Linked DNA regions of Mus musculus: all the other regions are linked to region 1. A link is a contact called in public Hi-C, HiChIP or PLAC-seq and Micro-C data. All regions are on one chromosome and are shown on one strand. Each heading gives the region's core, a stretch centred on a gene start, on an enhancer-like site or on the middle of the called end of the contact. The rest is flanking DNA. Distances are from core to core; before and after follow the strand shown. Region 1 holds the start of Etv3 (ets variant 3). Region 2 has its middle 29 kb from the start of Cd1d1. Region 3 has its middle 6.5 kb from the start of Gm24472. Region 4 holds the start of Nes (nestin). Region 5 holds the start of Isg20l2 (interferon stimulated exonuclease gene 20-like 2). Region 6 overlaps Kirrel (kirre like nephrin family adhesion molecule 1). Region 7 overlaps Kirrel (kirre like nephrin family adhesion molecule 1).

Region 1 (3,674 bases), core at 434-2,933:
TATCAGTCTCAAGATCATTTTCTCACCACCTAACCATATGCTATATTTACACTGTGCCATCCTCCGTCCTAAGTCGTAGAACATGGTGTTCACACATTAAATATCAAGGAAGTACTTATTGTAATCTCCTACGCAATAAGATACTACTAAACATCTAAAGGTGTCCACGGGAATACTCCAAAAATACTACATTCAAACAGAAGAGGAAGTGACAGTGACTACTTAACCGAGGTAACAAAGCCCATCAGTAGTTGAAGGCAAGAGGACTAAAATGTTATGTTCATTTCGCTCGGTGGTTCTCAGCCTTCCTAATGCTGTGACCCTTTAATACAGTTCCTCATGTTGTGGTGACCCCAACCATAAAATTATTTCCGTTCCTACTTCATAACTGTAATTTTGCTACTGTTATGAATTGCAATGTAAATAGGTTTAGACATAGGGGCTTACTAAAGGGGGTCAACCCACAGGTCGAGAACTGCTGATTCGGCTAAACCCTAGCATTTGTTCTGTAGACCCAAACATAGAAAATGGTGTTCTAGACTGGACAGAAGATGGAAACCATTATAAAGCAATTTCTATGCTCAGAGTGCTCATATTTCTAATCCTCTCAATGGTATTTAAATTTTGTTCATTTTACTGACTTTCAAACTAGAAGGGGCGGGAAAACTAGACCTCACCAACACTAGTCCTTCCTTTTTAAGCAGGTAAGGTAACCTTAGGCCATACTGAGTACTGAACTTATCTCAAGACCTCAAGAACTATCAATTATTAGTCTTGCATTGTGACACATATCTTTAATCCCAACAAGTGTGAGGCAGAGGCAGGCAGATCTCTGTGAGTTCGAGGCCAACCTGGGTCTCTACATAGTGCTTTCTAGGGCAGTCAGAGATACATTGTCAAGACCTCTGGCAAAACAAACAAAACAGTAGTAGAAGCCAGAAGGCCAGTTGTGGTAGTATATACCTATAATCCTACACACACAAGTACAGCATGAGATAATTACAAATTCATTGGCCAGTCTGGGAAGGGAGGTGCTAATAGGCATATCCAAAGCTAGAAGCCAACCTTTGATACAAATCATGGTAAGACTTCCATGTTCTGTGTCGTTCCCAGGAGGGAAAGGTTGTGATTGCATAAAGTTGTTGCTACGCACTCGTGCACTCGATGAAGACTTCAATTCTGCCTCTCATCTTCGCCTTCCCCCACTTTTCACCACTTTTCACTCTCATCCACTTAACCTTTACTGGTCCCAACACTGCCTCTGGAGGGAAACTAGGGCTGGGAACCATTTGGAATTACGGAAGCTGATTTCACATCCCTTATCACTAACTCTTGAACAAAATTTGTCTGGGACAAAATTGTAATTGCTTAATCGGGAACAAAAGGCAAAGGGAAAGGGAGGGGGGAGCGGTGTTTGAATGGCAAAGTCGTGCACGCTGTAACACTTGGACGAGGCAGATCAGGACTAAAAATGGAACAGTGCAAGGCAAGGCCAACTTCGCACGTGCCTCTGAAGCTCCTGTGCTCCTGTCAGCGCGGAAGAGCCTTCCTTCTGCAGAGGGTTCCAGCCCCGCGGCCTCCGAGCCACGGAGGGGCACCGGTACCTTCTGGGCGGAAGCCGTGCCGCTCACGACACCGCCCCCTCCCACCCTGGCCCAGAGTGGAAGTGACGAAAGCCGCCGCGGAGTCACTTCCTTCTGGGTGGATGAGGAGGAGCCCGAGCTGCCGCGGAGGAGCCCGAGTGGAGACGGACGGCGCCGGAGAGGTGAGACTGGTGGCGTCGGCGGTCGCGGCCCGCGCGGGCAGGACGGAAGGGACGCGGATGAGGGCGGCCGTGGAAGCCGCTGCGGACCAGCGGGAGCGGCGAGCCCCGCCGCAGGCCGGGAGGGTGACCGAGCGCCCTGGGGGAGTCGCGAACACCTGCAGACGCGCCTGCGGGCTCCGAGGGGCTGGATGGGCACATCGGGGGCCGGAGGATCGAGGAGAGGGTGCCCGGCTCGGGCGTCGGCCAGCGCGAGCCCACGGACACCAGGCTGAAGGGTGTTCTGGAGCAGGGAAAGGGCCCTGCGATCCGACAGCGCAGGGTAGGAGTTAGTCCCGGACAGTGTCCCAGAGCCTTGGAGAAATCGGTGTCTCTTCAACCCCATCATCACGGAAATGGGAGAGGAAGCTCTGCCCAGCCCTGGTGCCTTGTTACTTGTGTATATCCTGTGTGTGCCACTGTCTGTCTGTTGCCTCTTTCCTTGAGCCATTTGTCAGCTCCTGGATCCCGAGGGTTGTCATGGACTGAAACTTACTGTTCTCCTTAGTGTATTTGTCGTCAACGAAAATGCAGAACACCTAGAGGAATTCTAGGTTAGATGAAATTTCCAAGATTAGGAATTTGTCCCACCCCACCCTGGGGCCTCTGAAGCACCTGCAGTTGCTCCAGACCTGCTCTGGTTGGTGCCGGGGGCTGTCCACCCTGCAGGGTAATGAGAGTAAGTCAGGTCTCTCCTCCTCCGTCATTCCCGGTCAGTTTCACCCTCTCCTCCTATTCGCTGAAGGACTGACACAAAGCTGTCTGCTGCTGGGAACGGGAAATTTATTGAGGAACTATAAATCTGCATGGAATGAATTCAGATCCTAGCAAGATGCCTTCCTCCACCGGCCAGGCGATCTGAAGTACCTACTTTACCCTTTTTATTTCCCTGTTAAGTAGATGGCATAACATTTTTTTTCACAAAATTTTAGGAAAGTGACATGTTTCTTGTATGGAGTGGCTGTACACAGGACATGTTTACTTTCTGTATCTCAGAATACTGTTGGAAGGTGAGCCCAGTTTCTGACTGGAAGATGTCCTTCTCACACAATTCAAGAAATACGTAGGATCGGATGTTCCTTTTTGAATAGGGGATTTGGATTTTTTTTTTTCTCCCACTTCTTAAGTTGGTGTGTCTGGGTGAATTCAGGCTTGTGTATCTTGGCATCTGGGCTTGTCTACCAACAGAAAACAAACTGTGTGGCTTGCTTTTGCTGCCGTTTTGGACTTCTTTCACTGTTCCCTTCCCTCTCTTATGTCGGAGGGTCGGTTGGTCACAAGGAAGAAAGCAGATATTAAGGACAGTGTTTACACTTTGCGGCTAAGGTCAGGTGAGAGATAATTATGGCTTTTGAGGTGGATGACCCAAGGACCATCATTTGAGGACATGAGGATTACTAGTTTAGAGGTGACATGTTTGAAAGGTTAAAGAAGGCTTTGAAACGAAGTAAAGGCAACAAGAAGGATGTTGGGGGGGGGGAACTGTGACCCTCCCCCCCAAAAAAGCCTTAATTAGATAATTCATAACATCTCAAAATAGTAGTGTGACTTGTCTCTCTCAGCAGGAGGGCGAAAATGAAAGCAGGCTGTAGCATCGTGGAAAAGCCAGAAGGAGGTGGAGGTGAGCAGAAGTTCGTCATCGTCGCTGATAGATCTGGAATGTCCCTTGGTGCTTCCTGTTCTCCCTACTTGGGCTTAGTTGACAAATGCTAGACCACGACCGAAGGTCTCACAGCTGTCTAGATCTTGGTAGAGTGGCTGTAGGCCTGTTTCCTATGAATAAGCATATAGCTTTCGCACCCTACACACGTTTACTGCACGTTTTCGTGTCTGGGGATAAGGTGCCTTCTGCCATATGTCCCTAAAACATTAG
Region 2 (3,674 bases), core at 710-3,209, 500 kb before region 1:
CAATAAAATACTTGCAAACTTAATACAAGCACATATCAATCCCATCATGCTCCATGATCAACTGACCTTTGTCCTGAATATTTCTTTTGGAGGGGAGGCAGGGTTTCATTTGAATTAATTAATTCCAAATATATATGTTTTATTTTGGAAAGTGAGAAGAAAAGGAGTTCTTGCTGCTTCACATTTAAAATGTTTAACTCATAATTATTTAGTCTATTTCATGTAGGAATCCTGTATTTAGGTCATTCCTCCCAAACTCATGGCCTCTTACTCTTTAGTGGTTATTTATTATCATCTTGTAATATTTTTATTAATTCTTAAGAATGTCACTGAAGCACTTTGAATCTCTTCACACAATCCTCCTCCGCCTCTCCTCACTGGTTCCGTTGCCGCCTTTGCATCCCTATCCAGTGACTTGGAGATTACTTTCATTTTCTTTCTCCACTGAGCTCAGTTTGTGTTGCTCAGCTGTCTTGACACCAACACCTGCCCTGGTGTGTTGTCAACCAACAGGGGGTCACATCATTAAAAAAAAAAAAAAGACCCTGACTCTTCCTTTCCTAGTGGCCAACAAATTCTAATTGTTCCTCAGCTAGGGGTGGGATTTCACATCCAGAGGTCCCACCCTCTATTTTGGGTCTCCGGCTGGCTGGAGTTGACAACAGGGCTTGTGGGTGCTGCTAGGTTATATGTGCATCTGCCTTGTTGTCTGGAGAATACTGTTTTCTTCATGTTAGCACCACTTCTGGCTCTTAGAATCTTTCTGTCCCCTCTTCTGCAAAGACCCCTGAGCCTTGGGGTGAGCTACAGATGTCTAATTTGGGGCTGAGAATTCTATAATCATTTGTTCTCTGTATGTCAGCCTCTGGGGTAATAACCATCTATTGTAAGGAGAAACGTCTCGATGAGGGCTGACAGACGCTCTGACGAAGGGGTATACCAGCAAGTCATTGTAATACTACGACTAATGGAGCCATGGTATTGGGTTCTTCGTGTCTTGTTCCATTGCTGAACTGTTGTTCATATCTAGAAGTTCTCTTGTGGAGTTTTGGGGACTTGTACTTATGTATAAATTATCATGGGGATAATTTGATCTCTTTTGCAACTTGTAGCCCTTGACAATCATCCTTCCTTGCTTGTCTTATTACACTAGCCAGTGCAGACTATATTGGAAAGGTGTGGATTCGTCTGTCTTAATTTCAATGGCATTGCTTAGGACAATGTTGACTGTGTGTTTGTCATAGAAACACTATTATGTGGGCACATGTTCCCTTCAGTCTTACTTCTCTAGGACTTTTATCAGGAAGGCATGCTGGATCTTGTCAAGGGCTTTTCACGTGTTTATTGAGATGATCTTTACATTTAAATACATCTATAGGACTTATTACTATTGACTTATATTTATTTATTTATTTATTTATTTATTTTGGTTTTTTTCGAGACAGCGTTTCTCTGTATAGCCCTGGCTGTCCTGGAACTCACTCTGTAGACCAGGCTGGCCTCGAACTCAGAAATCCGCCTGCCTCTGCCTCCCGAGTGCTGGGATTAAAGGCGTGCTCCACCACGCCCAGCTCGTTGACTTATGTTTATTGAAGCATCCCTGCATCTCCATGACAAAGCTCAGTCGACCATGGTGGATGATGGGATGATATGAGCTTGTATCCAGTTTACAAGTGTTTTATTGAAGTTTTTAATTAAAAAAATTATTTTATTACTTACACACTTATGTGTAGAATGTTTTGCTTGCGTGTCTGTGTACATGCCACACAGATACTCATGATGGTCAGAAAAGACCACCAGATTCCCCAGGACTGGAATTTCTGCTGTCAGTGCCTGTCCCCCCACCCCTTTTTTTCTTTTTACATTTTTTTCATATTCTTGCTTGAGTGATCTACTTCCCCTATTTTATCTTGGTATTGTATCGTTGACTTGACCCATTGTATTTAAAAGTTGTTCCCCTGAGTTTTCTAATTGGGATGTTGAGTTTTTCAGTTTCATTTTTGGTTTCAGCTTGAGTTCTCTTCAGTGTTTCTTCCAAGAAGAAGTTTTAGAATGATACTCCTTTGTCTACCTTAAGGGGAAAAAAATGACCATATCCTTTTTTTAAAAAAAAAACTGAGTTAGTTTTCTGGGGAGAAAATTAACTTCAAGGCCACGGTAGACTCACTGTTAACTGTTTGCTCTCTGTAGTTGTGGAAAACACCATGTCCAAAAGAGACTTAGGAAGGAAGGAAATGGTTCATTAGGCTGAGGGGTTACAGTCCATCATTGAAAGAAGCTAAGACAGATGCTTGCAGCAGAACCACAGAGGAGTGCTGCTTACTCGCTCGCTCTGCTCCCTCTCTTATACAGCCCAGTCCCACATGCCAACACCCATGACATTGCCCTCAGTTATCTAGACTTGCCTACATCACTTAGCAATCCAGAAAACACCACGGGCTGATTTGATGAGGGAGCCCCTCGACTGGGATGGCCTCTTCCCAGGTATGTCTGGGTTTGTATCAAATCGACAAAACGAACCTGCACACTAACCCGACCTTCCAGACATATGGTATCATCATGCCCCTTTACCGCCACACTCACATGCACGTTACCCCAGTCATTTCCAACCAAGAGCTCTTCCCTTAAAAACTGTCTGCTTTTACTTAGTTCTCAGGGTTGTGCTCAGCCCAGTGGGAATACAGGTGCCTTGTGGGTTCTGGGCTGTGCACTCTGCATCTCAAAGGGAAAGTCGTTCTTTCACTTCACCTTGGCCCCTTGGGACAGAGAGGGTGGTGTTCGTCCCTTCCACCAACGGGAGATCACTTTAGTCAGGGCTCCTGCCAACTTTTTCCAGGACTGGTGACAGTGATGGTTTTTATAGGTGGATGAAGAGATAGAATTGAAAAGCCCTGTGGCCAAGGGGGAAGATATGCATTCACCACTGGCAGGCGAGGATCTGTTTAGCTTTCTTCCAGAGCTGACTCCCCCATGACTTCTCAGGCTAGCTTTCCTACCTCGGAAGGAGTGGGGATAAGAACCATGTATACTGGTGGGTGTGGTTTCTAGACATCACTCCACAATAAGTCTGTACAGGCATCGACACTCCTGTCTTCCCCTACACATTTCTTTTGGGCCTACAGATGCTCTTATTGTGCAATGTATCGAAGAGTCGGTGTCTTAGTTAGGGTTTTAATTACTGTGAAAAGACTCCATGACCAAGGCAACTATTATAAAGGAAAACATCTAATTGGGGCTGGCTTACAGTTTCAGAGGTTCACTCCACTATCATCATGGTGGGAAGCACTACCGTGTCCAGGCAAACATGGTGCTGGAGAAGGAGCTGAGAGTTCTACATCTTGGTCCAAAGGCATCAGAAAGAGACTGTGTCCTACCCTGGGCAGAGCCTGAACATAGGAGACCTCAAAGCCCACCTACAGGGTGACACACTTCCTCCATCAAGGCCATGCCTAGTCCAATGAGTATAGTGCCACTCCCCATGGGCCAAGCATTCAAACCCATGAGTCTGTAGGGGCTTTACCTATTCAAACTACCACAGAGCATATAAAAGGATTCTAAGATGTAGAAGAATCATGGGAGGAAGTAATGCACGTGCTGAGAGATACAGGATAAGTGGGGCATGAAGCAGATGATCTGTGGGCGTGGTGGCAGGAACAGGTAACAGGTAACAGGGT
Region 3 (3,674 bases), core at 516-3,015, 450 kb before region 1:
TATCCAGTCATAGTGTAGTTACATCTGGGTACAAAACTGGGTTAGTTGAACTGGCCTGAATTAGCTTTGAGTGCATGTACAATAAGCCAATTATTGGGTATGCAAATGATTTAAATCTGCTGCACTGTGGGAAAGACATGCACAGTTAGCGAAGGCTCATGTAATCCAAGTCCGTCAGTCAAACTAGAGACCCACCCAAACAAACCACACCCATAGCGACCAAACTCCTTCTCTTGAACCCCGTAAGAGCAACCCCCCAATAATTGTCAGGGTCCTTCTGTACCTCACCCACATGTCTCACTGTCAGTTTTGAGTTTATTCTTTTCTAACTTTTATCACTTCTCTTCTTTGAATAGAGTTTCCCTATTATTTTACAATCTTTGTCTACCTTTATTTTATTTTCAACAAGATATCGAGAGTTCATAAATGTCCAAACTGGACTCTAACCGCTATAACAATTTATTATATCTTTCTACCTCTAGAGTAATTTTCAACGCCCCCCCCCACCACTGTCTTTCCTGTTTCACTGTCTACCAGGGTAGCTTCCCACTTTCTTACTGCTCCTCTCTGAGTCTTCCACACACATTCCTGCCTCAGGCTCTTCACAGCTGCCAGTGCCTTCGTCTGGAATCATCTTGTCTCTAGATAAATGCCCAGCTTACCTTGCTTGTAACTGAACTTTCAGCCCTTTCCTGACCACGCAGCATAAACGCTCACTCTCCTATCTACCCTCTGGGCTTACAGCATTTCATCTGTGTCCTTAGCTCTCCCTTCTCTGGCAGCCAACCTATTTATTGTCTTTTCCCCAGCTAATTCAGTGTGGTTATGAGAGCAGGGCCTGAGCTTTGTTCTTGGTATTGGGTTGATTGAGACTAATACATGGTGAATAGTCAGCCAGCATTTGTAACATGGATGAAAGAATACTTTTATTGATGAGGAAGCCAAGGCTGAGAAAGAAAGGCCAAAGGATTCCTCCAAAGGCACAGGGACTGGGGAGACTGAGACGAGCCCAACCATTCGGATTTCATACTCTATACAAAGTCACACTGTGTCCCTTGATGGGTTTGATGAGGAGCCCATATGTCTTCTCTGAGGCGAATGCTTTTGCTTAATTGGATCAGATGGCCCTGAGCTGCCTACAGTTTTTGAGGTTCTGTATCATATTTCTAAGTATTTATTTTGGTGAGGGAATGAATCATGGGCATTCCGAGGAGAGCCAGGTTTGGGATATCCCTTAGCCCCAGTCTTGTGTAATTCTGAGGAGCCAGCCTCTGCTAGGAATATTGGCAGGGCACTGTTTGAAAAGGTGCTTTAACCAGTGTGTCTTTTGGGGAAAGGGAACACTGATCTGGGTCTCAAAATATGAACTGTCCCCAGGATGAGCCTGCATGGAAAGCACAGGAGAGCAGGCGTCTGCGCAGAGGAAGACAAGACAAAGCTCCCAGTCCAGTTCCGGCTGCAGTCCTGTTCTCCACAGGAGGTTGCCTCTGTGCGGCTAATTACAGCGCAGAAAGGAAACAGGAAAGTGAGCGCTAATGAACTGATTTTTCTTTCTCTTCCCCAGGTGCCTTTTTTTTTTCTCTTTTTTCTTTTCTTCCAGAGAACTGATCCTTTGGATTTAGAAGCCTGGGGCCTGGCAAGATCGGACCTATTAAGCCCAGCTGAACAAGCACTTTCTACTGTCAGGTCATGGCTAGAAGAGTGTCTGCACCAGGCAGTGGGGTGTGTGGTATGGGATGATGCTACCGGTGTGGAATGTAACAGCATCACCAGTCCCAGACAACTCACATTTGGACAGCATCCCACGACTTACAAAAGGCTTTTGTATATCTCATCCCACTAAGTGCTCACAGACGTTCATGGAGAAGGGCAAGGGAGCTCAGAAAAGGGTGAGACTCACCTGCCATGTGAACATCAACCAGTTACACAGCACCGCTTAGCTCTTAATCTAGGCCTCATCCTGGACTTGATACTTCTTCCTGAACCCCGGGGGCAATTGCTGACATTAGCCCTCCGCCCCCCATGTGTAAGATAGGAGCAAACATCCCTTCCCCAAAGACTTCTCAAACCAAGCAGTTTCAGTAGAATGGAGACTATAAGCAATTTATTTCTATTTCACAGAGGAGAAGAGATAGATGTGAAGATGTAATTTTCCTGGATAAACAAATGGTGAAAAGCAGGATTTTAATGAAGATAGCATACACTGGCTTACAGTAGTGGATAACCACAAAACATTAGGCTCTTGGGAGCTAGGGGTATTCAGTGGTAGAGCCCTGTTCAGCACACACAAGCCCTTTGATTAGACTTCCAGACAATATCATAGTAAAATGAAGACACCATCAACACCCATGTTTTATCACAAATTGACATAGGGACCCTGCTTTGACCAATCCCTCAGGGGCCCAGGCAGAGACCACTACAACGCTCTCCACCTGGGACTGGGAGTGGGCACTTAGAAGGTCTTTGCCTTAAAAGAACATCGACTCCTAACTTAGCCTCAAAGATCACAGACACAGGCCAGGGGCTGGCACTTCTGTCTTCGTTGTGGCTGCTGTTGCCCTTTACTTTGGATCACCTGTTTAACTCTACACTCACGTGTGCTAATCACTCAAAGAATGCCCATCAAGTTTGTCTTATCTTCTTCAAGGTTGAAAGTCCAGAGACAAATTATCTTAAACTTCCAGTTGCCCTGAATTCACAGCAGACATTTGCACAGTGGAGCTCTCCCAAGCCCCAGCAGATGAGGGTGACTAGGAAGTGGCCATCTCCTGGGAAGCTGATTGATCCTTTTAAGTGCTGTGCTGGTCTGAATAGTTCTAAACTCATGTGTTTGAATGCTTGGCCCATGAGGAGTGGCACTATTAGGAGGTGTGATTTTGGAGTAGGTACAGCTTTGTTGGAGGAATTGTGTCACTGTGGGGGCAGGCTTTGAGGTCTCCTATGCTCAGGATCTGCACAGTGTGGAATCCAGTCTCCTCCTGGGTCCTGTAGTAGTCAGCCTCCTTTTGCTGCCTTCAGGTCAGGATCTAGAACTCTCAGCTCCTTCTACCTGGTAGCTTCCATGCCTGCCTGGACACTGCCATGCTCTCACCTTGATGATAATGGACTGAACCTCTGAAACTGTAAGTGATTCCCAATTAAATGTTTAAGAGTTGTCTTGGTCATGGTGTCTCTTCACAGCAATGAAAACCCTAACTAAGACAAGTAGTGGGCAATGATCAGGACTTCTTCGGACCACCTTACAGAACCAGGACTGAGAAAATGATCAGCCAGACCGTACTTTAATCAGCATTTCTTAACCATACTTTTTGCCTATCCACCCCAGTTCTTCCTCTGTTTAACCTAAGCCTCATGTTACTACTTTGTAAACCTAGGAGTCCCTGGATCTCTTTATTTATTCTTAATTGGGCCACATCAATTAGATCTTCTCCTCTTTCTTCTTTATCTTATCCATCTCCTTAATTGTTGTATAGGTAAGAGTGGCTGAACCTACCATGTTCAGACCTGTGAGGGCCAGGTTTTCACTCTAGAAATTCTGACAACATAATTAATGGGATGTTGTTCCTAAGACAGGAGAAAAAAATGGAACAATGAAACATTTTGGTCTGGAAGTGACATATTACTTCCATTTATAGCATATTGACCAAAAATAATCAAGTCAGCGTTGTCTGTCA
Region 4 (3,674 bases), core at 746-3,245, 450 kb after region 1:
GATGTCCCTGGAGCTGCATGTGGGTGCTGGGAATGGTACTTGAGTCCTCTGGAAGAGCAGCAAGTGCTTTTGACTACTGAGCGTCTGTCTCTCCAGCCCAGATATCCTGATTTCGTAACCATCAGTGCTGAGAATGCCAATCTGTATGAACGATTCTGCCCATAGAAGTATGTTTAGGACCATTTCAGACATTTTTGGAAATTTTGTCCTAATCCCAAGTCAAAATTCACTGAACGATTTATTTATTTATTATATATAAGTACACTGTAGCTGTCTTCAGACACACCAGAAGAGGGCATCAGATCTCATTGCAGATGGTTGTGAGCCACCGTGTAGTTGCTTGGAATTGAACTGAGGACCTCTGGAAGGGTAGTCAGTGCTCTTAATTACTGAGCAGTCTTTCCAGCCCCCTATTTTTTTTTTCTTTTAAGGCAGGATCTGACTATGTAATCCTGGGTGGCCCAGAACTCATTTGCTATGTAGAGGCTGGCCTCAAACTCAGAGATTGGCTTTATTCTTTCTCTTGCGTGCTGGGGTTAAAGGGATTAAACTGGCCTCACTGAACAAAGTTTGATGAAACTCATGTCATTGACTCAAACAGCTATTTTAAAGAATTTAGATTTATTATTGTTCTTCTTATTATTGGTGTGTGTGTGTGTGTGTGTGTGTACAGGTGCACCATGCCACAGTATGCCATGTGGGAACCAGTCTCTCCTCAGCTCACTATGCGGGTCCTGAACATCACAGTAGGGAGCATGGCAACAGGCAGGCGGTTATGGCACTGGAACAGCAGCTGAGAGCTCAGGTCTCAATGTACAAGCACAAGCCTGCCCCCAGTGACACACCTCCTCCAACAAGGCCATTCCTCCCAATCCTTTTTTTTTTTTTTTTTTTTTTTTTGGATTTTTGAGACAGGGTTTCTCTGTGTAGCTCTGGCTGTCCTGGAACTCACTCTGTAGACCAGGCTGGTCTCGAACTCAGAAATCCGCCTGCCTTTGCCTCCCAAGTGCTGGGATTAAAGACATGTGCCACCACTGCCCGGCCCCAATCTTTTTAAACAGGTCCTCCACCTGGGGAGCAAGCATTCAAATATTTGAGCCTGAAATATTGGTCCCTTGTAGAAAATCTACAGCTTCATTTCTTTCTTCGCCAAACTTCATGCTTAGCCACCAGGGGGCTCTCTTGAGAGCCGCGTAACTTCTTCACTAAATGACAAGAGGGATCGAACTTCAAAGGAGAAAAACTTTCCCTTGCTAGTCTCCTTTTCCTGGTGCGGGGTAGGGTAGGGTAGGACGTCCCTCTGCGGGTACGAACTGGGCATTGTGTCTGCTAACATTAACTGGGCAGGGGTACTGGCACAGGCATTTAATCCCAGCACTGGGGAAGCTATGGCAGGAGCGTCCCTGAGACCTGCCTGATCTACATAGCCATACCAACCATCTGAAGAAAAGGGGTGGTGGTGGTGTTTACTACCCAGGCTGGTGTCAATCCTACTTCAGCCTCCGGAGCACTGGCAGACTTCCCTCAGTACCAGTGGGCTCCTCTTTCTTCGGGCAGTGTTTCTTCGCAATGTTGCCTCTCTTGGGGGTGAGTATTTACTGTTATACACAAAACACTGCACCGTCCGTTTTTCCAACAGTTCACGAGGTTTCCAACACCAAGCCATTTTATAAATGAGGAGCTGAGTCCTAGAGGATTTGAGTAAGAGTGTAGAGAAAGGAGGTCCTGGGGCCCAGTTCTGTGCATCTTAGGGTGTTCTGGGCTGTCTGGCTGTATCTCAAGCCTCTTTCGGAAAATCACCCGCACCGGACGGGATCCCCGCCAGGGCGAGGCTACAATTTGATTCTTCTCTGCTGAGCTGGGATGATGCAGGGACCCGGGCTGTGTGTTGCACTGAACTCTAAAGGGTTAAGGCCTAGGGACCGCCCCTTTTCCGCCCGGCCGGCGGGAGTATGAATACCCTCGCTTCAGCTCGCTGCTGGAATCCTCCGCTTCCGCTGGGTCACTGTCGCCGCTACTCCCTTTCTCCCCCTTAAAAGCTCCAAGGGCCACTCCCTTCTCTAGTGCTCCACGTCCGCTTGCCCTCGGGGGGCCAGACCAGCGACATGGAGGGTTGCGTCGGGGAAGAATCTTTTCAGATGTGGGAGCTCAATCGACGCCTGGAGGCCTACCTGACCCGGGTCAAGACGCTGGAGGAGCAGAACCAGCTGCTCAGTGCCGAGCTTGGGGGACTCCGGGCGCAGTCCGGGGACGCCTCCTGGCGAGCCCGAGCCGACGACGAGCTGGCAGCCCTGCGGGTCCTCGTCGATCAGCGCTGGCGGGAGAAGCACGAGGCTGAGGTGCAGCGCGACAACCTTGCCGAAGAGCTGGAGAGCGTGGCGGGCCGGTGCCAGCAGGTGCGGCTCGCCCGGGAGCGGACCATCGAGGAGGCGGCCTGCAGCCGGCGCGCGCTCGAGGCGGAGAAGAATGCGCGGGGCTGGCTGAGCACCCAGGCTGCCGAGCTGGAGCGCGAGTTAGAGGCTCTGCGAGCGTCGCACGAGGAGGAGCGCGCGCACCTGAACGCCCAGGCCGCCTGTACGCCGCGCCGACCCCCCGCGCCGGCCCACGCATCCCCCATCCGGGCCCCTGAAGTCGAGGAGCTGGCCAGGCGCCTAGGCGAAGTGTGGCGCGGGGCGGTGCGTGACTACCAGGAGCGCGTGGCTCACATGGAGAGCTCGCTGGGCCAGGCCCGCGAGCGTCTGGGCCAAGCCGTGCGGGGCGCTCGGGAGAGTCGCTTAGAGGTGCAGCAGCTGCAGGCTGATCGCGACAGCCTCCAGGAGCGCAGAGAGGCGCTGGAACAGAGATTGGAAGGCCGCTGGCAGGACCGGCTGCAGGCCACTGAAAAGTTCCAGGTGAGGAGGGTCACCAACACGCCCACCCTGTCCCTGGTAAAACCAAGCCCTAGGAGGTACTTAGGATGGCAAGAGACCTTCAGGAAAGGGGTGGGGGCAAGGACAACTGTATTCAGGAGTCCTTGCTCAGAGCAAGCACAAGTCCTAGACTTCCCTGTCCAGACAGGCAGGATGGATGGAATTCTGAGACCTCCTAGCACAGCCCCCTTGAAAGGCCCGCAGGCCAATACCCACTGTAGCTGCTCCTCACTCTTTGAATGGCAACCCCTCTCTAGGGTGACTCCCTGTGCCCTTCACTATGCAGTTGTCAATCAGAAGGTGCCCAACACATGCTCTCTCCCCACCAGAAGGTTCCTAGCAACCATAGTGAAGGAAGGCAGTGTGAGCCACCGCAGACCACCAGCCCCTCTCTGTGTCAAGGCTTCTCAGCTCCCTGAAGCGCATTCCAAAGGCCTGGGGCACCCTCCCCCTCATATTGCACAGATGTGACCAACAGCTGAGAAAACAGCCTCTTGCCTGGCCCAGACAGAAGTCCCGACGTGACCACCTGCCCACTCTTCTTGGGGGAGAAGGATTCCAGAACAAGTGGGAAGTGGAGGAACCCAGCCTGCTATGAGGAGCCGGGGGCAGTGGTGGCCCAGCTGCTTTCCTTCCAAGCCTTCTCGAGGCGACTCTTGATAAATTGCTTTTTCCTTCTGTTTCCACTTTGCCTCCTCTTCCGCTGTGTAACCCATCTCCTCTCCTTTATCCCATCTCCTCCCGTGGGAGCTAGGTTCTCAATAG
Region 5 (3,674 bases), core at 322-2,821, 400 kb after region 1:
ATATTTCAACATAGTGAGTACCCATCTGAAAATAATGAACTAATTAAGGAGCAATTAAAAGCCTTGTTAGGAAGCCGGGCGTGGGCGTGGTGGCGCATGCCTTTAATCCCAGCACTCCAGAGGCAGAGGCAGGTGGATTTCTGAGTTCGAGGCCAGTCTGGTCTACAAAGTGAGTTCCAGGACAGCCAGGGCTATACAGAGAAACCCTGTCTCGAAAAAACAAAAAACAAACAAACAAAAATGCTTTTAACCACATAGCCATCTTGTTAGTCCTAGACAAACATTTACCCTAAAACAGCGGTTCTCAACCTGTAGGTTGGGACCTCTTTGGGGGTTCACACTTCAGCTATCCCGCATATCAGGTATTTACGATTCATAACAGTAGTAAAATTACAGTTACAGAGTAGCAACAAAAGATACTTTTATAGTTGGAGATCACAACATGAGGAACTGTACTAAATGGATGGATGTAGGATCACGAAGGTTGAGAATCACCCCACCCACAAGCCTTGCTGGTGCTCTTCTGTGTGTGTGGGGGGGAGTTGGGGGGAAATGAGACATGTCTCAACACTCGTTAAGCTGGCTGCAAGTCAAGACAATTCTGCCTTAGTCTTCTGAGGGGCGAGATTACAGAAAGGTAACTTTATGTATGTCTGCCCTGTTTTGTTTCCCTCCCCTCCTTTTTTAAAGTAACATCGTCCAGTCCAGGCTGCCCTAGAACTTGTTTTGTAGCCCAGGGGAACCTTTTACTCCCGATTCTCCTGCATCTACTTCTTAGGTGACAGGATTACAAGGGTACACCACATTTGGCCAAGCACTTCCTCTTCCCCAACCCACTCTTTATTGCCTTTAGTGGAGGATATCCTATGGAACATCTCGTTTCTCGTATGTTTCTATGCAACTGTAGCATGGCCAAATGTTGGTTGTGGGGTTTCAAATGAAACAAACAAAACTTAAGTATTAGAGTCAGAAGGCTGGGTGAAAAGTATTCTAGTAGTCAACGCGTTCCTTATTAGGAAGAGATAAAAGCTGTCTCCACATTTTCTCTGCAGTGGGCTCCTATTCACCCCCCGCCCCCCAAGAAGCACCCCGCCCTCAGCCCGGTGGCCTCACGATGATGTAGGCGTCCAGGATGGAACGGTAGTGAGCTAGGACGCGGGTGAGGTCCACAGCCAGTTGCCTTCTCTCCTCATGCGAGAGGCCATGGGCTGAAACGCCCCGCATCCTGTGGCGTGAAATGTCGGTGCAAGGAGGGAGGAGGTGAGGAGACACAAGGTCGGTACCACGAAACCATGCAACCCAAACCGGACTCAATTCTGCACGCCCGACGCAAAGCAAGAACTCCGAACCCGCCCGACGACACCTCTCAGGGCGATCCCGTCCTATTACAAATCCTTAGAACAAGGCGCACTTGCCCAACGTCACGACTTCCACTGGGCCAAGCCATTTGCGCAGCCGCAGGGGACTCGGAGACGTCACAGAAGCGCGCCCAGCACCAGCTTACGGCGAGGGGGTCAGCTGCAGGTCCCACCCTCCCTCCCGGAAGTGGGACCACGGTTCCGGCGCACTCTGTTCCGCTTCCCGCGGCCCACCACCTTCGAGTTGTACCTCCACGGGGCCCGAGGGGCCGGGGAGCGCATCCCGCCCCCGCCCCCACCCACGCCGCCGCCGCCGCCACCGCCGTTCCCGCTGCTCACGCACTCCGAGTCGCTGGCCTCGCTGCCTGAGGTGGGGGCGCTGCGGGCGCGTGCGCGCCGGCCGCCTTCCCGTTGTCGCCCGCGTTCTTGCCGTCCCGGCATACGTCGGCGCGCGCCTGCGCCTGCATCCGGCTTCGGACGCTTGCGATCTTAGTGGGGAACCAACTTGGAGGTAGGTGTATAGGGTGTTCGGGAATAGTTCGTGGATCGTCAAGAATGTGGTGGCCGAGGTGGCTGGCCCTCCACTGTGTCCTTACTGTGGGAGACAGGTAAGGTATGTGAGGAGATCGCCCCCACGTGGAGCCGAGGGAGCGCGACACCTGGATTTGGTCTTCATTTCGTAGCACGCTGAGAATTCCTGGGTGATCCAGAGGGTATTTGTGTTGTTTCTTCTCACCACTGGTACTTAAAAGTCTCATCTGACGCCCTTGTTTTGACTTCATAGACATGATAGAGTCGATCTCCGTGGGTCCCACATCTTTTTATCCGCAGCCTCAGCACCCTCATTTTATGTAATTAGATTTATTATTTGTCTGAGTGTTTTGTTTGTATTTATGTATGTGTATCGTTTAATTGCCCGGGGCCTGCAGAGATCGGAAGGCATCTAGTTTTTTCTGAAGCTGGAGGTACAGATGCTGTGAACTACTACAACGTGGGTGCCTGGAACTGAACTTAATATCTCTGCGAGAGCAACAAGGTTATAACTACTAAGGCGTTTCTCCAGCCCCAGCATCTTTAGTTTTTAAAATGGCACAGAGATCCGGAGAAGGGAAATAACCCTTTTAAGACCAACCTAAAGGTGAATTGTGGAGGCTTCAGTAGTTAGCCGGGCTTTGGGGCTTGTGGAAGTTATCACTTATGTCTTCCAGAACTGATCTTCTTTTCTCTCAGGCCTATGGTGCGGGAATCAGGATTACTTTGTCCCCAAGGCTGATTGCAGACCTCCACATGTTGAACTATGGGATTCCACAGAGGATGAGCCTCTCATCCTTTTGCTATCAGTGAGCCATTCTTCCCAGCTTCCTCCCACCATCCACTGATCTCATGTCTACCATACTCCTGAATTTAGACTTTGGGCAACCTTCGAAAAAGGCATTTGGAGGAAATGCCAAACATCAACGCTTTGTCAAGAAGCGAAGGTTCTTGGAACAGAAAGGATTTCTGAATAAAAAGAACCAACCCCCTAACAAGGTGTCTAAGTTGAACTCAGAACCTCCAAAGAAAGGGGAAACTTCAAGAGTAGATGGCATTTTGAAGATCCTTCCATGCCCAAAGAAGAAAGAGGCAGCTGCCTCCAAGAGGGACTCAGAGCAGTCCAAAGACAAGAAAGCACCATTGTCTTGGCTGACCCCTGCTCCTTCAAAGAAGACTGCTTCTGTTGTGTCTAAAATAGATTTGCTAGGGGAGTTTCAGAGTGCCCTTCCAAAGACTAAGAGCACCCAGAAGAAGGGCTCCAAGAAGAAGTCCTTGAAAAAGAAAATTGCTACAGAGAACTCCACCCAAGCTCAGTCAAAGGATAAAGGCTCCAAGAAGAAGCCCTTGAAGAAAAATGCTGTACCGAACTCCACCCAAGCTCGTTCTGAAGATAAGTGCCCTACAGTCCCCCAAAACTTGCCAGGGAAGATGGTGGCAATAGACTGTGAAATGGTGGGCACAGGACCCAAGGGACGCGTTAGTTCCCTGGCTCGATGCAGCATTGTAAATTACAATGGTGATGTGCTGTACGATGAGTACGTCCTCCCCCCCTGCTACATCGTCAACTACCGGACCAGATGGAGTGGCATCCGGAAGTGCCACATGGTTAACGCTACACCCTTTAAGACTGCTCGGAGTCAGGTGAGGAGCGTGGGTCGAGACAGTAGAGAGAGGTCTGGAGAGGACTTTCAGCAAGTGATATTCTGGGGAGGTGTCAAAGGATGGTAAAGGGAGGGAGAATAATGTCACGTGATTAGGAAGGCTTCCTATTGGAGTAAGGAT
Region 6 (3,674 bases), core at 864-3,363, 390 kb before region 1:
GTCTGAAGGCGGGCAGAAGTAAGCAGTAGTCTTACCTTCTGCCCTGTCACTTCTGAGTAGCCTTGTTTACGAGGTCCCTCCAATATATGGAACTTAAGCATTGCAGACATGGCTTGTCTGCACACAGGGAAGGACCATGTCCACCCTGCTCACTGTCTTACACCAAGATGCAGCATAGCCTCTGCTATCCAGTTCACCTCTTCTGAGTGAACCTTTTATGTAGTTGCCTCAGCGAATCTTAATATCCACCCTGAAAATACACACCATTAATGCCAGTGTACTGATGGAAACGTAGAGGTGATGAGAAATTAAACAATTAGGCTTCACAAAGCTATTGGGATGGAAACTCAGGATTAACTACAGGGTCGGCGATGGAGCGCATAAGCGTGCTGATGGATTGCCGCAAAGCTCCCCCACTATCACTATGAACAAATGAAGCTAACTCCTCTGAGCCTTGGGGCTTTTCTTTTTAATCTATAAAATATGGCTGCCAAGAGTGTATGAACCACAGCATATGCAGTACTTAGCCATGGACATGTGATGCAAATGAAGCTATTGGTAATAACCATGATTATAAAATGACACGAGGTTTTACTAGCCCCTTTACCGTCAACACCATGGTTCTCAGGTCACATTAAGCTAGCAAACAGTATGCCTTTCCCTGGTGGAAAGCAGCACATGGTGCACCCGCAGGAACAGCCACCACCCAAGCCGGCACAGACATCCACGGTCTCAGTTCCCTGTTGATGTCCAACCCTGCATGCTCCCCAGGCCTCGCCACGGGCCACCTTTTCTGCTCTGCTTCCCCTTCTCCTCTGAGCAATGACCCAGGAAAGCGGAGGCCTTCTCCACCTCCATGGACCTTGCCAGTCTCAGGGAAGGTGATAGGGAGAAAAGGTCTCTGGGCTGCCCCAGGCTTCCCTGAGCTACAGCATTCCCAGACACTCCCTGAAAGGGAGCAGCCAGGCAGAAAGACAAAGACTATATCTGATTCCAACAGGCCAAAGACCACAAGCCGGGGTAGGGAAGCTTGCACAAGGGGCCAAGAAAGGGGCTGGGGGTGAACAGGAAGAGGAAAAGGGAAGGGGCCTGCATCTGTGTTCTTACTCCCCAGCCATGAGAGGAGGTATAAGAGAAATCTCACAACACTGTCACAATTTACAGTTCCAAGAAACTTTCCATGTAGTCTCTTTCCCCAGATGTTGCAGTGTGGTCCTCACACCCCAGCTGTGTAGACAGCTTCTTATCCTTCCTCTCCTCCCCACTCCCTAATAGTAGTGCTGCGCTGGAATGCCCCTCAAGATGAGACACCAGGGTCCTTTATAGGCAGAAGACAGAGAGTATCCAAGAAGGGGGAAGGCTAAAGCAGGCTGCCTGCGTGTGTGCCACCTGGCTGCTACCCACTTCCTTCCCTACAGAGCAGGAACACTGGACCAACTCCCAGTGCTAAAGGCTTTAGTGTATGCAGTACGCAGACAGCCTGGCTCTTAGCAGCAACTCAGCGAACTGTGCAGTAGTATCAAGAGATGGGATTACCAAGTGATTCCAATCCCATATAATCTCACCTGGTTCCTACCTCTCCTACCTCACACGAGGAGGCTGAAGCCACCAGTAACAGAGTAGGTACAAAGAGGGTCCAAAGGTCAGCCTCACTCCATGCTTTGAACTTCCAGGCTGGATCTCCTTACCAACAGGTCACTGGTAACCTTGTGCTGTGGCTTCTCCTATCTGAGTCACTTTCCCCAGGGGAAGGGTCACAGGTCACTGTCAGGAGCTCCTGGCGGTCTAGACTGTCCTCTGTTCTCAGGGTTGTGGGAAGTTATCTTTGCTTTCTCTACTGACACTGCTGTTCCAGTAGACCCTGGCTCATGTACGTCTTCAAATGAGTACGAGTTGGAGCCGTGACCTGGCAGCCTTTCAAGGGCTGGGTCTGCTCTCCGACACAGATTGGGAGCCCCACTCCTACTCTATCTATCCCTGCCAGCTGAACCTGGAGACGGGTTTACGGAAAGGTCTCAGTAAATTTGGTTAAGGAAACAAATCAATGAGTGGCTGAATGGGCGAACTTGAGTATGACATCACTCCCCCAGACCCAGGCAAGAGCAGAGGAGCTGCCCAGAGGAAAAACACCGCAGAGAGACCCAGTCCCACACTCCCAGCACGGCAGCCTCCTGGGCATCAACTGTCACCTTTTTTGGAGCTCTGCTTTTAAGCACATCAACAGCCGTGAGGAGATGGCATGGTTGCCAAAAAAACAGAAACCAAACACATCAAAACAAACCAACAGAGAAAACCATAACAACACTACCCACAAGTGACAAATACCGTTCTCTCTCAAGAGCAAGACAGACTCGCTCCCTACCTCTGGGACCTCCCTCAGAGCTCAGCACATGAACACATGTAGCAACCTCTAGGCCATCTGGAAAGAATGTCCTGAAAGAGGCAATTCATATCTCATAGGGCCAGACAGTTTTTATACCATAGGCATATTAACACATGGAATCAGGAGGAAGAAAACAAATGTGTTAAGACATAGGGTCCCGGGGGCTGGAGAGATGGCTCAGTAGTTAAGAGCACTGACTGTTCTTCCAGAGGTCGAGAGTTCAATTCCCAGCAACCGCAAGGTGGGTCACAACCATTTGTAATGGGATCTGATGCTCTCTTCTGGTGTGTCTGAAGAGAGCAACAGTGTATTCATATACATAATAAAAAGATAAATCTTTAAGCTGGGCGTGGTGGCACACGCCTTTAATCCCAGCACTTGGGAAGCAGAGACAGGAGGATTTCTGAGTTTGAGACCAGCCTGGTCTACAAAATGAGTTCCAGAACAGCCAGGGCTATACAGAGAAACCCTGTCTCGAAAACAAAACAAAACAAAACAAAACAAACAAACAAAAGACAAAGGGTCCCCTCCAGACAGTGGCCTTGAGGATCATGGGAGATCCAAAGGGACAGCCTGGTTTGAAGCCTGGATGTGGGGGCAGAGTAGAAATGGGTGCACATTGGAACACAGAGGCTCGCTTGTCCTGGGACCCCGTACCCCTGCCCCAGTTTGCTGGGCTCCGATATGCTACTTCATCCCACCTGTCCCTTGTCACTCTCCTGTCTTCTAACCCCAGTCACAAGACAGTGCTACTATTTCCTCTGCCTGGTGGGAGCTGGGGGCAGTAAAGAGAGCAAAACGCACACGCTGTGCATCCAGCAATTTTACCACTGGCAATTGGTTACAGAAAACTGACTGAGAACTCCATAGGGTCATAAAGGTAAGAGGATGTCTAAGTGTTTCCATTTCATTCTCTCCTAGACAGTTCCAAGGCAATCTAGATCCAGGCATTGTCAGCAGAGCCCAAGCACTTACGATACAAGACCAGGCAGGCTGAGCTTGGGAGCAGAGAGGAAGCCTCAGCATTAAAAGGGATGGTGACGCTTACCTTGTCCACTCTCCCAACACAATCAGCAGTCCCCATCCAGCATGCCCAGCATGTGTCTTCTTTTCCTGAGCTTGGCTGCAGCAGGGCTTACTCATGAAGCAACGCTAACATTTCCTCTTTTCCTGATAGTTCTGCTATTGAAGAACAGTTCTTTATGGTCAATGGGATGCTGCCTCTCCATTCATCTTAGACTAGGCGTTGGAGCTAAAGAATATTCATTAAGGACTTACTATGTGTCATGCT
Region 7 (3,674 bases), core at 305-2,804, 380 kb before region 1:
ACTGCTCATCACCTTTAAATCCAGCAGGGACGCAGAGGCAGTCAGGTCTATGTGAGATCGAAGGGCAGCCTGGCCACAATATGGAGGTCCAGGCTAGTCAAAGCCACATAGTAAGACCTTGCCACACCCCCCCCCAAAAAAAAAGAAAGAAAAGAAAAAATAAAAGTAAAGAAAAAAGTTTTGCCCAGCCCAAGTTTGTCATGTTAGGACTGTTGGAGGCCCGAGGAGGTTAGATAGTTTTTACAAAGTTAAGAGCAGACTCAGGAAGAAAACGAAGATGCAGGGTACCTGGAGAGTCAAAACCAGAGGAGTGAAGCAGCCAAGAGGAAAGTGCACAGCACGGAGCCAGTCGGGTGGCTTCTGCTCTCTCAGTGAACCCTGGGTCGTGGTCACCGAGAATGGGGACACAGTTGGAAGAATGAAAATATCTCATATTTCTCATTCCCAAAACGGACAGCTCTGGGACACAGCGTTTCTGACCCAATGATTGAGGCTTTGATTGAGATGGCAGCCCACACTGGTCATTTTTAGGCTGTTGAGGTTGGGTCCACAACCTTCTAGGCTCAGCCCATGTCCCAGAATGGGTAGCGACAGCAAGAATCACAGCGGATATGGGCTGCTGCTTCTTCCTCCTCAGACCCACAATTCCTCCGCTCTCGAGGCAGCCCTATCATCAGCTGTAATGAAACACGGATCTCAGTCATCTACCGTCTATCACGCCACACCAGCAGGGGTGTGGGCCACACTGAGGTCAGTTCTGATTGGCGCTGGAACTCGTGGTGGAGAATTTTTAGCAGCAACTATTATCCTATAGGGAAGATAGCACACACACACACACACACACACACACACACACACACACACATACATACATACACGGTTTTCATCTTCTCAGAGTACATGTTACATGACAGCATAAATTGCTGAGCTGGAGGACAAACCAGACTGTGTACTGAACATTCATTACAGAGACTCGACAAATGGATAATCTAACCCCCCAGGACAGGGATGTTAACTCAACAAGGTTGCTATTCTTCCCAATTGTGTGTGTGTGTGTGTGTGTGTGTGTGTGTGTGTGTGTGTGTGTGTGTGTGTACACTTACTGTAGAGCAGCTGCTCTGACACTCCACTATGAGGTTAATAACATAACCAAGCCACATTCTGTCTCCTGAAGATCAGAGAGCACCGGGCAGTAAACAGCTCACTCTAGTTCAGCAGGGACAGAATCTACAGAGGTACAGGCAGTTGCTCTGGAAGCCCAAGGGGATGGAGCAGTTATTCTTTGGGAAACTGAGAGGGCTCCCTGGAGGGCTTGCAAAACGCATCTGGATGGCAGACTGGGCAGAGGCGGCCTGGACTGCCCTGCGCAGGACACGGAGGGGAGACATGCAAACAGACCCCTACAGCCTAGTGACTTAGGAGGGATCTCATCCCAGGTGAGGCAAAGCACAAGCCTCAGGGGTGTCTAGACAGACAGACAGACACTCCTGCCCACTGCTTGCAGCCACCCCTATCTCCTCTTAGTGAGCTTCTTCTTAAGGAACTTTCCTCTCACTGAGAGCTGAAAGAAAGAAAAAAATTCACCCTGGGAACAAATTCCTGTGCGAGTCCACAACAGTTTATTTTCAACTTCAAAATTACTCAATTCAGCACTAATTTTTCTGGGATTCCCACATCTGGGGACTTTTTCTTTGGGAAGATTGTTACAGTGGGGGCTTTTGTTTCAGCCGGCCGCCCCTCTAAACTCTTTTAATTGAGCCTGTTTTAAAACAAAGGGAAAAGAATCAGGAGAGGAGGCAGCTCCCTTTGCCTCCAGCCCCTTGCCCCAGCTCTGCGGTTAACACTCAGCAATGATCCTACAAGCCTGGAATCTGAGGAATTTCCTGCCTGTGCTCCCTGGAAGAGCCGAGAGAGAACCTAGCAATTAGGCCTCCAGTTTCCATTCCTGCCTTCTTCCACCACAGCCAGTGGACTGAGCGAAAAGCTGGTGGAGGGCCTGGGAGGACCGCATCTGTACGGTCCTGCGGCTGAGACAGCGGTGCCCAAGGTTACTCTCTCCTTCCTTTCTCGCCGATCAATCACATCTTTTCCTTTGTCTGCCTGAGAGAGTGGGAACAGTAAGGGACACGAAGAGTTGTAATCCTTCCCGAAGCCATCTTGTTTCTCTGCAGTGTTTCTCTCCCCTCAACACCACAGGAGTCCAGGCACTCCGAGGCTGCCCACCCCATCCTCTGGGGCTATTGTCATTCGCCCTAAGCCCACATGCTCGTCACGGGTCTGTTCCAGGGAGCGGGTCACAGGACTGCCTGCCCCAGGCAGTATGTCTGCCTAAGGGATTTCTAAGAGGCAGGTTAGAGGCTGTGGACCTCTGTATTTTGGTTCAACTTAGAGACAGAGAGGCAAGAAGATGAAAGGCATTCCCAGGTTGTCTGAAGGAACCACACACAGGTTTTGTGGGTGCTGCAGCAGCTGTGTGTAGCAGAAGCAAATTTTTCTTTTAATTATGTTTAGCTCCGGCTAACATTGAAATCAGGTCCTATGTTCTCTCAACTTATCAATTGGTGGCTGGATTCCAGGTACTAGGGCAAAAGCAGCCTGGGACTTAAAAACTTGCCACAAATAGTTCCCAAACTGGCCAAGCCAATCCCTTAGCAGGGCCTGCTAGGCCACATCTGTGTGGCCTCCTGCCAGAGTGCTGTCCCCCACTTCCCTACCCCTGTAGACTCTAGAGATCCCTGCAGTCCAGGGTCCTGCTGGCAGCACTTCCTCATTCTAGCTGTCTCACAGCACTGTATCCCTAGCTTATATGGAACCTACTTTACAGCAAAGGGTATTCTGAAACCCCTGATCCTCCTGACTCAGCATCTCGTGCTGAGTGGGAACTAGACCTAGCTAATTGTCTCATTCTTATAATGCATGTATTTTTATTTTATGTGCATTGGTATTTTGCCTGCATGTGTCTATGTGTGGTGTCAGAATCCCGGGAACTGAAGTTACAGAGACCTATGTACTGTCATGTGTGTGCTGGGAATTGAACCTCCTCTGGAAGAGCAGCCAGTACCCTCAACCACTAAGCCATCTCTCCATCCCCTAATTGTCTCTTGATAGCCTTCAATAATCCTCCATGTAACTCTCTACTGTCTCTCTTTATCCATTCAGAGGACATCTCTGAGTTGTCTCTGCCCAAAGTCTCAGAAACGCTAATGGTTGCAGTGACTCAACACCTTCCCTGTCTGCCATCTTAGTCATGGCGGCGACAGGGCAGTGATCTCCCTACTGACCAAGAATGTTGCCCAGTCCTAAGCCTTACCAGATCTCAGCTCTGCTCACTGGCTTCTCTTTCCCTCTCCACAAACAGAAGGCTGGGATGACAGCCAGCACTCAAGACCTCTACCTCCAGCCCCTGGAGTTTCCGTAGACTCTTGACAATTCTGACACAGTATGGAACTAAAATGGCTGCTTCCTGCTTCCCCTTCCTTCTCTTGTTGAGTCTTTGCTCTCCACACACTCTGCCAGCCACAGAGGAGCCAGACTCAGAAATCCTCCACGTCTTCAGTGGGAATAGCCACTGGTCTACACATTTCCTCCAACTCAAGATATTTGCCTTTTGAGGGCCAATTCCCAGTTCCCCCACCCCTGCCCTGCCCTCACATTCCCTTCAAACAAAGCTTTCC

What was found. A called contact is a pair of places that touch in the nucleus more often than the background predicts. HiChIP or PLAC-seq counts read pairs in DNA pulled down with a chosen protein or histone mark.
Region 2: an H3K4me3 HiChIP or PLAC-seq map of pro-B cells shows a contact between it and region 1, with 5 times the contacts expected there. The contact joins the enhancer-like site here to the promoter of Etv3 in region 1. A contact is called at or near these places in 10 of 39 promoter capture datasets (the 3T3-L1 cell line, 3T3-L1-derived adipocytes, cranial neural crest and 6 more) and 17 of 115 datasets of contacts at active chromatin or transcription factors (the 230-238 cell line, bone marrow-derived dendritic cells, bone marrow-derived macrophages and 13 more).
Region 3: a contact with region 1 is called in an H3K4me3 HiChIP or PLAC-seq map of embryonic limb bud, with 4 times the contacts expected there. The contact joins the enhancer-like site here to the promoter of Etv3 in region 1. A contact is called at or near these places in 1 of 39 promoter capture datasets (embryonic stem cells), 1 of 15 datasets of contacts at CTCF or cohesin (the NIH/3T3 cell line), 1 of 484 Hi-C or Micro-C datasets (embryonic stem cells) and 16 of 115 datasets of contacts at active chromatin or transcription factors (cardiomyocytes, embryonic basal ganglia, embryonic forebrain and 11 more).
Region 4: an H3K4me3 HiChIP or PLAC-seq map of pro-B cells shows a contact between it and region 1, with 2.3 times the contacts expected there. The contact joins the promoter of Nes here to the promoter of Etv3 in region 1. A contact is called at or near these places in 3 of 115 datasets of contacts at active chromatin or transcription factors (embryonic stem cells, pancreatic cancer cells and pro-B cells).
Region 5: a Hi-C map of the G1E-ER4 cell line shows a contact between it and region 1, with 3 times the contacts expected there. The contact joins the promoter of Isg20l2 here to the promoter of Etv3 in region 1. A contact is called at or near these places in 1 of 39 promoter capture datasets (the HPC-7 cell line), 2 of 484 Hi-C or Micro-C datasets (B cells and the G1E-ER4 cell line) and 2 of 115 datasets of contacts at active chromatin or transcription factors (bone marrow-derived macrophages and memory CD8 T cells).
Region 6: a contact with region 1 is called in a Micro-C map of embryonic stem cells, with 3 times the contacts expected there. The contact joins the enhancer-like site here to the promoter of Etv3 in region 1. A contact is called at or near these places in 1 of 484 Hi-C or Micro-C datasets (embryonic stem cells), 10 of 115 datasets of contacts at active chromatin or transcription factors (bone marrow-derived macrophages, embryonic forebrain, embryonic midbrain and 5 more) and 1 of 9 other capture datasets (embryonic stem cells).
Region 7: a contact with region 1 is called in an H3K4me3 HiChIP or PLAC-seq map of craniofacial prominence, with 3 times the contacts expected there. The contact joins the enhancer-like site here to the promoter of Etv3 in region 1. A contact is called at or near these places in 13 of 115 datasets of contacts at active chromatin or transcription factors (bone marrow-derived macrophages, cardiomyocytes, craniofacial prominence and 6 more).

What each region holds. Positions count from the first base shown.
Region 1 is chr3:87,523,895-87,527,568 of GRCm38.p6, forward strand. Etv3 (ets variant 3) reads left to right here and starts at 1,684. Exons shown (of 5, transcript NM_001083318.2): 1 at 1,684-1,765; 2 at 3,364-3,422. The coding sequence starts at 3,377.
Region 2 is chr3:87,026,987-87,030,660 of GRCm38.p6, forward strand. No RefSeq gene overlaps it. Among named protein-coding and RNA genes, the nearest start is that of Cd1d1, 29 kb to the left of the region's middle. Within about 2 kb of position 1,960, at least 6 of the 459 cell types and tissues checked have an H3K27ac peak or open chromatin away from gene starts, as enhancers often do. A contact at or near this core is called in pro-B cells, where this site is marked.
Region 3 is chr3:87,071,601-87,075,274 of GRCm38.p6, forward strand. No RefSeq gene overlaps it. Among named protein-coding and RNA genes, the nearest start is that of Gm24472, 6.5 kb to the left of the region's middle. Within about 2 kb of position 1,766, at least 64 of the 459 cell types and tissues checked have an H3K27ac peak or open chromatin away from gene starts, as enhancers often do. A contact at or near this core is called in the NIH/3T3 cell line and embryonic limb bud, where this site is marked.
Region 4 is chr3:87,969,098-87,972,771 of GRCm38.p6, forward strand. It overlaps Nes (nestin), which reads left to right and starts at 1,996. Exons shown (of 4, transcript NM_016701.3): 1 at 1,996-2,891. The coding sequence starts at 2,106.
Region 5 is chr3:87,928,743-87,932,416 of GRCm38.p6, forward strand. Isg20l2 (interferon stimulated exonuclease gene 20-like 2) reads left to right here and starts at 1,572. Exons shown (of 4, transcript NM_177663.4): 1 at 1,572-1,869; 2 at 2,589-3,533. The coding sequence starts at 2,742. Rrnad1 (ribosomal RNA adenine dimethylase domain containing 1) reads right to left here and starts at 1,453. Exons shown (of 8, transcript NM_153562.4): 1 at 1,114-1,453. The coding sequence starts at 1,224.
Region 6 is chr3:87,130,243-87,133,916 of GRCm38.p6, forward strand. The region is part of intron 2 of Kirrel (kirre like nephrin family adhesion molecule 1); the gene reads right to left. Among named protein-coding and RNA genes, the nearest start is that of Kirrel, 42 kb to the right of the region's middle. Within about 2 kb of position 2,114, at least 11 of the 459 cell types and tissues checked have an H3K27ac peak or open chromatin away from gene starts, as enhancers often do. A contact at or near this core is called in embryonic stem cells, where this site is marked.
Region 7 is chr3:87,148,912-87,152,585 of GRCm38.p6, forward strand. All of the region lies in intron 1 of Kirrel (kirre like nephrin family adhesion molecule 1), which reads right to left. Among named protein-coding and RNA genes, the nearest start is that of Kirrel, 24 kb to the right of the region's middle. RefSeq lists an enhancer at 641-3,092. Within about 2 kb of position 1,555, at least 224 of the 459 cell types and tissues checked have an H3K27ac peak or open chromatin away from gene starts, as enhancers often do. A contact at or near this core is called in craniofacial prominence, embryonic stem cells, extraembryonic endoderm stem cells and 3 more, where this site is marked.